Regions from separate parts of the Sus scrofa genome. Here region 1 is linked to region 2. A link is a contact called in public Hi-C data. All regions are on one chromosome and are shown on one strand. The core of a region is the stretch at or near the end of the contact, and the rest is flanking DNA. Distances in the headings are between cores, read along the strand shown.

Evidence for each region. Hi-C and Micro-C count contacts between places; a contact is called where the count stands out from the background.
Region 1: a Hi-C map of liver shows a contact between it and region 2, with 5 times the contacts expected there. The contact joins the promoter of BHLHE22 here to the enhancer-like site in region 2. A contact is called at or near these places in 1 of 5 promoter capture datasets (liver), 14 of 47 Hi-C or Micro-C datasets (alveolar macrophages, brain, embryonic fibroblasts and 9 more) and 2 of 2 datasets of contacts at active chromatin or transcription factors (alveolar macrophages and skeletal muscle).

The regions. Positions count from the first base shown.
Region 1 is chr4:69,800,214-69,805,028 of Sscrofa11.1, forward strand. It overlaps BHLHE22 (class E basic helix-loop-helix protein 22), which reads right to left and starts at 3,162. Exons shown (of 1, transcript XM_003481394.4): 1 at 1,406-3,162. The coding sequence starts at 3,096. The coding sequence ends at 1,987.
Region 2 is chr4:69,680,922-69,685,446 of Sscrofa11.1, forward strand. The region is part of intron 1 of LOC100738003 (25-hydroxycholesterol 7-alpha-hydroxylase-like); the gene reads left to right. Among named protein-coding and RNA genes, the nearest start is that of BHLHE22, 120 kb to the right of the region's middle. Within about 2 kb of position 1,505, at least 1 of the 83 cell types and tissues checked has an H3K27ac peak or open chromatin away from gene starts, as enhancers often do. A contact at or near this core is called in liver, where this site is marked.

The DNA of each region.
Region 1 (4,815 bases), core at 1,912-4,411, 120 kb after region 2:
CAAAGTGGGAAAAGAATTCCAGGGAGAGCAGGCCCTTCAAAATTCATGCCAACAGACAGGAGGTCTGGACCTCCTCCGGGTCTCACCAGTGACACCATTTCTCTCTTCTCCAATGACCAGGCCCAGCCATCATCCTTTAACAAGTAAACATACAAACTAGGGCTGCTCCTAATGGCACATCCCTGACAGAATGGTAGTTCTACCTTCTCTGAAACTCCTTTCTTTTTTGTTACCTTTCAAGCAAAGAGTAACACAGAAGAGAGGTAAATTGCTCCTTCCACAAAGCACAGCATAATAAAATGTTTGATCAAAATATTTTAATAAAGATTCTTTCTGACATAGATACACATACAAATGGTCATACATAGCTGTCATAGTCTGATTGACCTATTTAATATATATATCATTCTTTACACATCCAAAACCCGCCAATAGATCCATCACCGCTCCCCACTCACCATCCAACCTGACAAACTGAATTTGTATTATCTGCAAGGAGTGGAAAATAGCAGACTCCATTTTCCAAAAAGGTTTTCTTGATTTTCATAGGATAGAAAGGCAGGCAAACAGCCATGCAAACTAAAACTGAAAGCTCACTTTGGGTAAATAGCTTCTTGCTCTTAGTTTTATTTCTTTTTAAGTTTTTTTTTTTTTTAGAAAAATAACAAAGGATTTCACACCATAGGCAAATCAAACCAGTCTTTCAACTTAAATAATTCTCCACAGTTAAAATAACTTATACATGTACATATATATTAAAAGCAATTAAATTAGAACTTTTAAAAATGCACAGCACAGCCTGGAAAAATATTTGCTTAGCATGTTCTTATAGGATCTATTGCTGTGATGTCTTTCCTTTTTAGAATGCAAAGGAGTCCCCTTTCAAAAAGAGATCAATTCACTCATCAATTAAGAATACACCTTTCCTGTAATTTTTGGACTGAAGCAATTTATTAAAGCTCAATTTAAATACAGGGATGACGCAACTGAAGAGATCCAGGTGACCTTTGATAAACCTAAGCAGCTCAGATATATCAATATGTTTCTTCATACTTGTTGGCAAATAAACCCTTTTAAACACTTGGCACACAATATAAGTTAATCTATAAAACAGAATTTTAGAGGCATTAAAAAAAGTCTGCACATAAGACCTATGACCTTAACACATGATAAATACTGTTGATGTGGAAGGGTCATTGAAGAATAACAAATAAATACCATGTATTGTTAATACATCATTGCAGAGTGGAAAGTAACAAGGTGCACATAAATATTTTTAAATGCAATTCTTTCAGCCACAGTCAGTTTTTTATATCACTCTTGCCAAAACTTTTGAGCATTTTCACAGAATGAAAGTTCAGAGACAATAAAAAATACAAGTCTTTCATAGCAACGTGTCTCTTTCTGGTTTTTTTCTTTTTTTTTTTTTTCACTTAAATAAATCTACATTTCAAGTTTTTCTCCTGGCTCAGAATCAAAATTTATTTTCAAGTGCCCTTTCTGATTTGTCTGAATGAATACTCCGTCCCACAACCCACCCAAACCCGAACTCTTCCTCTCTCCCTCTAGCCAATTTCACAATTAGTAGTAGGATTACTATTTTGCCATGTAACTCTCCACGCTTAATAACGACTACATCCCAACTTATATTTAACCTTAAAGGGAAACTCTGCTTCCTCGCGATCTAAGCTGCCACCAAAGTTGCCACTTTTCCGTGAAAAAAGACATCCGTCCTCCACCCCAACTCCACCTCCCTCCTCCCGCCCTGCCCACCCTAAAGACCGAAATTCTGGGGATGTCAGGGCTGGAAGTCCCGTTTGTCTCTGATACTTCTCAGTTCTCGCCTCTGCTTTGTTTGCTCTGCAAGTGTTTCACAACTACGAGAGGACCAAATAAGGGGGGTGGGGGCAGCTTTTCACTTTCCTCTAGCTTGGGGGTCGGTCTTGTGTTTTGCTGTTTTTTTTTTTTTTCCGGGGAGGGGGGCGTTTAAGGCTTCTCCGTGCACTGTTTGCAGAGGCTGGAAGAGACGCTATTGAACAGGGCGCACTTCTCCGGGCAGGAGGCGGCCGGGGGCAGCCCGGCACTGAAAGGGTAGCCGGCAGCCTGCTCGTAGGCGCCGAGAGCCGGGTGCAGGGCAGCGGCCGCCGCCGCCGCCGCCGCGGAGCTGGGCAGCGAGGCGGCCGAGATGGCCTGGCCCTGATTGAGGTAGGCGACGAGGCGCCGCATCTCCTCCAGGGCCTGCGCCTGCATGAGGATGTAGTTCTTGGCGAGCAGCAGCGTGGCGATCTTGGAGAGCTTCCGCACCGAGGGGCTGTGCGCGTAGGGGATCACCGCGCGCAGCTCGTCCAGCGCGTCGTTCAGGTCGTGCATCCGCCGGCGCTCCCGGGCGTTGATGTTGAGCCGCAGCGCCTTTTGCTCTTTGGATTTCTTGCTGCTGCCGCCGCTGCCGCCGCTGCCGCCGCTGCCGCCACCACCCCCGCCGCCTGCTCCGCCGCCGCCCGGGCCCCCCGGGGGGGCGTTGGCGCCGCCGTGGAGGTGGGCGTTGGAGCAGCCCTCGGCCGCCTTGGCGCTGCCGCCTCCCGCGCCCGGGGAGGCCCGCGGGTCGGCGCCCCCGGCCCGCAGCACCAGCTCGCAGCGGCCGTCGCTGTCGTCGTCGGGGCTCTGCTCGCCGCCGCTGCTCTCGACCACCGAGCCCCGGCTGGCGCTCTCGCCGTATTTGAGGCATAGGGCGGCCCCGGCCGGCAGGCTGCTCAGGCTAGGGTCGCCCCCAACGCCGGCAGAGCCCGCCAGCAGCCCCGGGACGCCCACCCCGCCGCCGCCGCCGCCTCCTCCCGCGCCGCCACCGCCGCCTCCCCCGGGCGGCGGCAGCAGCAGCCCTGCCCCCTCGGGGTCAGCCGGCTCGAAGCAGCCCAGGGGCGACGAGGAGGAGGACGCCGGGCGCTCCCGAGGCGGCGGCGCCAGGGACAGGTCCATGCCCGGGGGCGTGGAGCGGAAAGCCGCCTCTAAGCGCTTGGCGGCGGAGGCGCTCAGGCTCTTGTGCAGGAAGAGGTCGTCTTCGCCCGCGGCGGCCGCGCCGAGGTGCAGCCCGCGCTCCATGGTCCGGCGCCGGCGCGCAGCCCGGGCCCGCCGCGCCGGCCGCCGCCGCCTCGGCTCGGGAGGCAGGCGGCGCCGAAGACGCACCCGAGCCGGGCTCCGGGGCTGGTGCGTGCGTCGGTCCCGGTGCTGAGTGCAGCCCTCTCCCCTTCTTTTTCTTTTTCGCCTTCCCCCGCGCTCGCCGCCTCCTCTTCTTCTTCCTCTTCGTCTCCAGCCGGTGGTGCTGGCTGCTGGGGCTCACCATGGGCCGCGGCCCCGCATGGTGGGAGGGTGGGCGCGGAGGGAGTGGAGCCGCCGCCGCCGCCGCTCTGAGCCCAGCCCCGCGCCTCCTCTCCGCACCGTTTATCTTGCTTGGATTCACCTTCAAGAGATTTCCGGACCCATCAACCAGCCGCTGCCACAGACGGGGGAGTCTTTTACATCATTATCTCTGAGTAGGTTATTATGAAGAAGAGTCGCCTGTTGGGACAGCGCTTTCTACCCAATCAGGTTAACGTTTTAATTAATAGGATTAAAACGGTAACAAACAATCGCAGGCGCTATCTGGCCGCGAGTCTGAATAGTTTCATTTCCCAGGTCTGAAGACAGGCAGCAGCTAGCGCTTTATAAAAGGCGCCTGCTCCATTATTCTGCCTGCCATCTGTATACACAGCTTAGCGCATATGTTTGCAAGGCGCTGGGTCCTGTTAGTAACCCAACAACTGCCTTTAGCTTGACATGTGTGGCGACTTTCACTCATCAATGAGCACACTAAAAGCCCTACTTAGAGCCGAGGATGTTCTTTGCTCCTTCAGCAAATTGTGGATCTGCGGCGAAGCCCGGGAGTCCCATGGAAAGCAGACGTCCCCCCCCGTACCCCACCCCCCACTGCCCTTCCCTCGCCACTGCGGTCTCATCTTGTGCCACATGGCCCTTCCAGGCGAGACGCTACTCCACCCTTGTTCATAGGATGACTCTGGTCTAGATTGGAGATGGGACTTTGGGGGGGGGGCAGGTGGTGTCCCTGTGGTGTCCCCGCTGGCTTGCCCCCAAGATTTTTAGCTAGTAAGGGACCAAAGCAATCGCCCCCCCACCCAACTTGAACACACTGCTTTATTCCGCCCTAGCCCCCCTCCCCCTTGCCCATTCCCGTCCCAGATTGGGAAAACAAAACAAAATAAAGAGCAAGGTGATTATGCAGCCCATTAGATTTTTTTAAGGGGGGGGGTGCGCTTTTGCCGCGGTCTCCAAATAGCTGTTCCAGTGATGGTGGTTATGAAGCACAGGGATTTCCTAAACAGGAAAGAACTGTTTGCTGAAACTTTCTTCAAGATTAAAATCCAGTTGTTTTAGAATAGTCAACTTCACCAGGAGTCAAATCCTCTCACGAACCAAGTGGGGCATTTGTGCATATTTATTTAGCTGGAAATGTCGCCGCCGCAGCAAGGAAGCCATTCAGGGACGTCTGAGTCTGCTGCGGTTGTTTTTGGAGGAAGAGCAAAGGGAGAAGTGTGAAAACAAGTGCTCCTCTCAGGATGGGAAACAGTACACGCGGTCCTCCAGCTCCTGCGTCCCATGTCTGGGAGTACATGGTATTTAGCGGCTGGTTTTCATCCTTATGACATAAGTAAAAACAATATTTCCCAACACCGCCAATAAATCTTTCTTATGTGGCAGAATTACTGAAGCCTATGAAATTTTGGGTTTCTCTGGTCTCATTAAAAACCTTTTAATTGTGGCTTT
Region 2 (4,525 bases), core at 255-2,754:
CACCCACACAAGTGACACAGACCAGAGCAGGGCAGATCATGTCACCCATAATTAGACCCCTTAGCATTCTCTGGGGGGAGAAGACAAAGAAGGAGGGGAGTATAGAGCAAGAGAGGGAATGGATTATCTGGGGGAACCCACCCCACACACCCAGCTACACAAAAGCAGTGCAAATCAGTGGAAGGAACTTTACACACCACACACACACACACACACACACACACACACACACACACAAATATCTTCAGGCTTTATTTGAAGGAAAAGTTCATGTAAGTATCTTTGATTATAATTTTGCTTCTGTGTGCTATGATTTTAATGACTAGTACTCTTAGAGTTGAATATTTACTAGATCAGAATGCATGTATTATGTACACATATACATTCAAGAATGAAGAGTATTTTAAAGGCATATTTCAAAAAATAATGAATTTTGGAGTTCTCATCATGGAGCAGCAGAAACGAATCTGACCATGTGGTTGTGGGTTCGATCCCTGGCCTTGCTCAGTGGGTTAAGGATCCAGTGCTCCCCTGAGCTGTGGTGTGGGTCACAGATGCATTGCTGTGACTGTGGTGCAGGCCGGCAGCTGTAGCTCCGATTCGATCCCTAGCCTGGGAACCTCCACATGCCGCAGGTGCAGCCCTAAAAAGCAATAAATAAATAAATAAATAAATAAATAAATAAATAACAATAATAATAATAATAACAATGAATTTCGAATAAAACACTAATTCAGAAAAATGATTGTAAGTTAAACTGTAGAAGTCATCATTAAAATAGTGACTATCAAAAGTATGATGTTGTTTCTGACACCATAGTGGGGCCCAGGCTGCTCAGTGTGGTGGAGGTATCCTGTTTCAGTAACCACAGACTACTTCAGCCCTTCTCAACTTTGTCCACACATTTTGTTCTTCGTGCTTTTATCTTTTCTGGGAGCTTTGCATGTGTCTTTCAGTTTTTTGATTTGGTGCCTCTCTAGTCCCGTACTAGAAACTCTTCAGTACTGGAAATCAAATGATTGAATGGGAGGCTCTCACCCAGAAGGTAAAGCCACAAGCTGAAAGGTCTAGGCTGCCTAGTAATTCTTGTATTGACATTATACCTTTTAAAAATGTTTTATCCACACCTTTGTGATTTTTCACGGGAGACTTCTTTCCTTAAAGACTTCATATACAACAAATAGTGCTAAATAACTTTTCCAAAGAACCAAGGAAAAGCAGGTGAGATATGGGCTGATTGTGAGAATGGAATAAGGATGGCTTGTCGAGCAGTGTGAACTGGTAGCAGCAACGGGGGCAAAGCAGAGAGCAGAAGATGGTATCTCAGAACCTCCAAGGTCAGTAAATTTAAGACAGTAAAGCTAAGATTGCACTCAAATCTTTTGTAATTCCAAGCAAAATACAGAGATTAAAGTTTACACTCAAGGCTCAATTTTTAGCTTAGATAAGAGTTGTACTCTGTTGTGTAACATGTTTACTTAATCCTTGCTGTTGTGTCACAGGGACATACAGTCAGAAAAAGAGATACTGCTGTGATGCAACAGGATTGGCAGCGTCTCTGAAGTGCTGGGCTGCAGATTCGATCCCTGTTCTGAATTGTGGGTTAAGGATCTGGCATTGCCACAGGTGCGTCGTAGGTCGAAACTGCATCTCAGGCCTGATCCCTGGCCTGGGAACTCCATATGCCACAGGGCAGCCAAAAACAAAGAAGGAAAGAGCAGTTCCTTTGCCTCTTTCTGCCTATAGCCTGAGTTCCCATAGGCCATTTCGTGTCTTTGGATATTGCCAAAGAAGCAATCACAGGAGTTTCTGTTGTAGCTCAGCGGGTTAAGAACAGGTATAGCATCCATAAGGATGCAGGTTGGATCCCCACCCTTCCTCAGTGATTAAGGAGCCTGTGTTGCTGCAAGCTGTGGTGTAGATCACAGATGCAACTCGGATCTGGCATTGCTGTGGCTGTTGGTGTAGGCTGTCAGCTGCAGCTCCGATTCGACCCCAAACTTGGGAAGCTCTATATGCTGCAGGTGAAGAAAAAAAAGAAGAAAAAAAAGAAAGAAGGAAAAAAGAAACAACCAGAAGCCTGGCGGGATAGAATCATGCAGTTTAGCACCTCGGACTCCCAGTGTGGCTCCCTCCCCTCTCTTCCTACGCTCACTGCCCAGCTTACACCCAGAGTCCGCTATATTTTGATAGTGAATTTAAAAAATAGCCCCCAATTTCCTGTGTATATTTGCCAACAAAACCTTTAGAAGTCCAGAGTTATCATTGGCCAGAGATAAATTGTCCATTGGATTTTGAATTTTAAGTCTTTAGAAAAATAAGTTAGAATCCAAGGGGAGGGGGGAAACACCATAACTAATGCTAATGTTTTGGTGAAATTGTTTACTAGTATAATTTGGAAATAACCTACTCTCCAGGAGAGCACTGCCCTATCCTTGATTGGAGAGACTTTTCATTTCAAATGACAGCTGAACTCTGTTCCCAGGGATCAGCTTTTGAAGGCAAGTCATGTTTGCAATAGCATCTAAGTTTTTAAACAGCTTTACTAGTCTGTCTGAGTTGGTGAGGTCTTTGTTCACTCAAAAGAGAGGAAGAGGTTACTCTTCAGTCCCAAATAAACCCTCTTTGTTTACATTTTTGCCTAGAAAAGAACGATCACCTGGAGATGACATCAGAAAGTTGATTGACTAGTCAGTTATCAGGGGACTGTGGGCTTGAATGAGACAAATATGGTGATAGAGATAATAGACTCTGGAATTTGGGAAATAAAGTTGGCTCGGATATTCTTTAGGGACTCTCAAAACTAAATGAAAATGAACTCCATTAAGGATGAAAGCATTATCTTAGTAAAAGTCTCAGGCTTTCATTTTCTCTCTTGAAGACTTGTTTGGTACACACATATGTTGCATAGCATATGCATTTTGCGTTATTCAGGTGTAGATTCTAAATGCATACTAATGTGTTATCGTTTAAAGCTGAACCTTTCAGGGTTTTTAATACCAATTCTCATTGTATGAGCTACTTGGTGGCATTAAGTAGATAAACTGCTCAATTCCACTTTTGATAGTGATGGAAATATATTCTTTTAAGAAAACGTTTTTTCTGCTAATAACCTTTGCTCTCATTTCTAGAGGGCTTACTATGTGGCAGCAAGGGATTACTGTTACTTTTCAGATATTATTCAAAGAGGGGAGACACGTGTAAGATGAAGAATTAAGACAAATGCAAACCAGGTCTTCCTTGAAACCTGGTTTTTGGAGGTGATGTTGGACAGCCTCTCCATCAAGCAGCATCGTTATTTACTGGGATTATTTTAATATTTTTAATATAGGACAAAATGGACCTGATTAAATCCAGTTGATAGGAATACTAGAGCTGTTATTTGGGAGAAGAACTTATTTCTGTTGTCCTGAAGCAACCGAGGTTTCTTGCTGCTGCTTGTTTATTGGAAATCAAATAAGTGAAGGAAAGCTTTCACAATTGCTGAACTTTTGACGACAGTTTCTATTCCATTAGAATTAGGATCCTGATTACGAAAGCCGGAAAGATGGGGCGTAACATACTTAAATTACTAACAATTTGGTGCGTTAGTGTATGGGAAATATATGGGAAGTTAGTGTTATGGGAGGTATGATTTTTTGGAGAACAACTGTCTTCCTTGCTTAAGAGTATAAAAGAACACTTAAATTACATTTTCCCTCCTTGTACTTGTTGTTAGCGCATTGTACTCAGTGTCTCATAGTCGATTTTACCATAAACTCTAACCTTGGTTTCACTTTATCACTCTAAAATTTGCTTGAGTTAGGGTCAAGGGTAAGGTATACTTTTGTTTCAAAGACAATTCTACTGACTGTATCTTTAGAGAAAATGTTATCTTAAGTCTGAAATCTGCTAGCATCTGATTAGAGTTCTTAATACTGTTTTCTCTTTCTAGCAAAATATTTTCAAATAGATACTTAATAAAAAGTAGTTCTTACATAAATAAAAAATTTAAGGCTGATTTTAGATCTCCAGGGTTCTAACAACCATTGGAGTTCAGAAGGGCTGGCATTTATACACCCAGTGTTAAAATGCTCCAAATATCAAAGTGCCACGTTCCTGAATTTTATTGTTCTCACTGAAGCACGGTATTATCTTGATACTTTCTAGCATTTTCAGTACGATTATTAAAACAGTAATAGTGGCTCTAAAGGAGTGTAATTGGAAAAGAAAGATAGCTTGTACTGGATGAAATTCTTAATTAATCTTTCACTGTTAAATTGTTCAAAATTAATCAAGTATATTGCCTAGAAGAAGGCAACTACACTTTACCTACCTCAGTATTATCATCACCAAGTCATATATTAAAAGTTAATTTCTGATTTAAAAGTGTACCTTAACTGCAAAACCATCAATCCTAAATAATTCCATTACCAAAAAAAAAAAAAATCCTGTAACACCAAAGAACATGATAGAAACCTTTGTGCTTAATGTTTTGAGAGGTGGGTTTTTTTTTTTTTTTTTTTTTGTGGAAGTTTGCAGCATC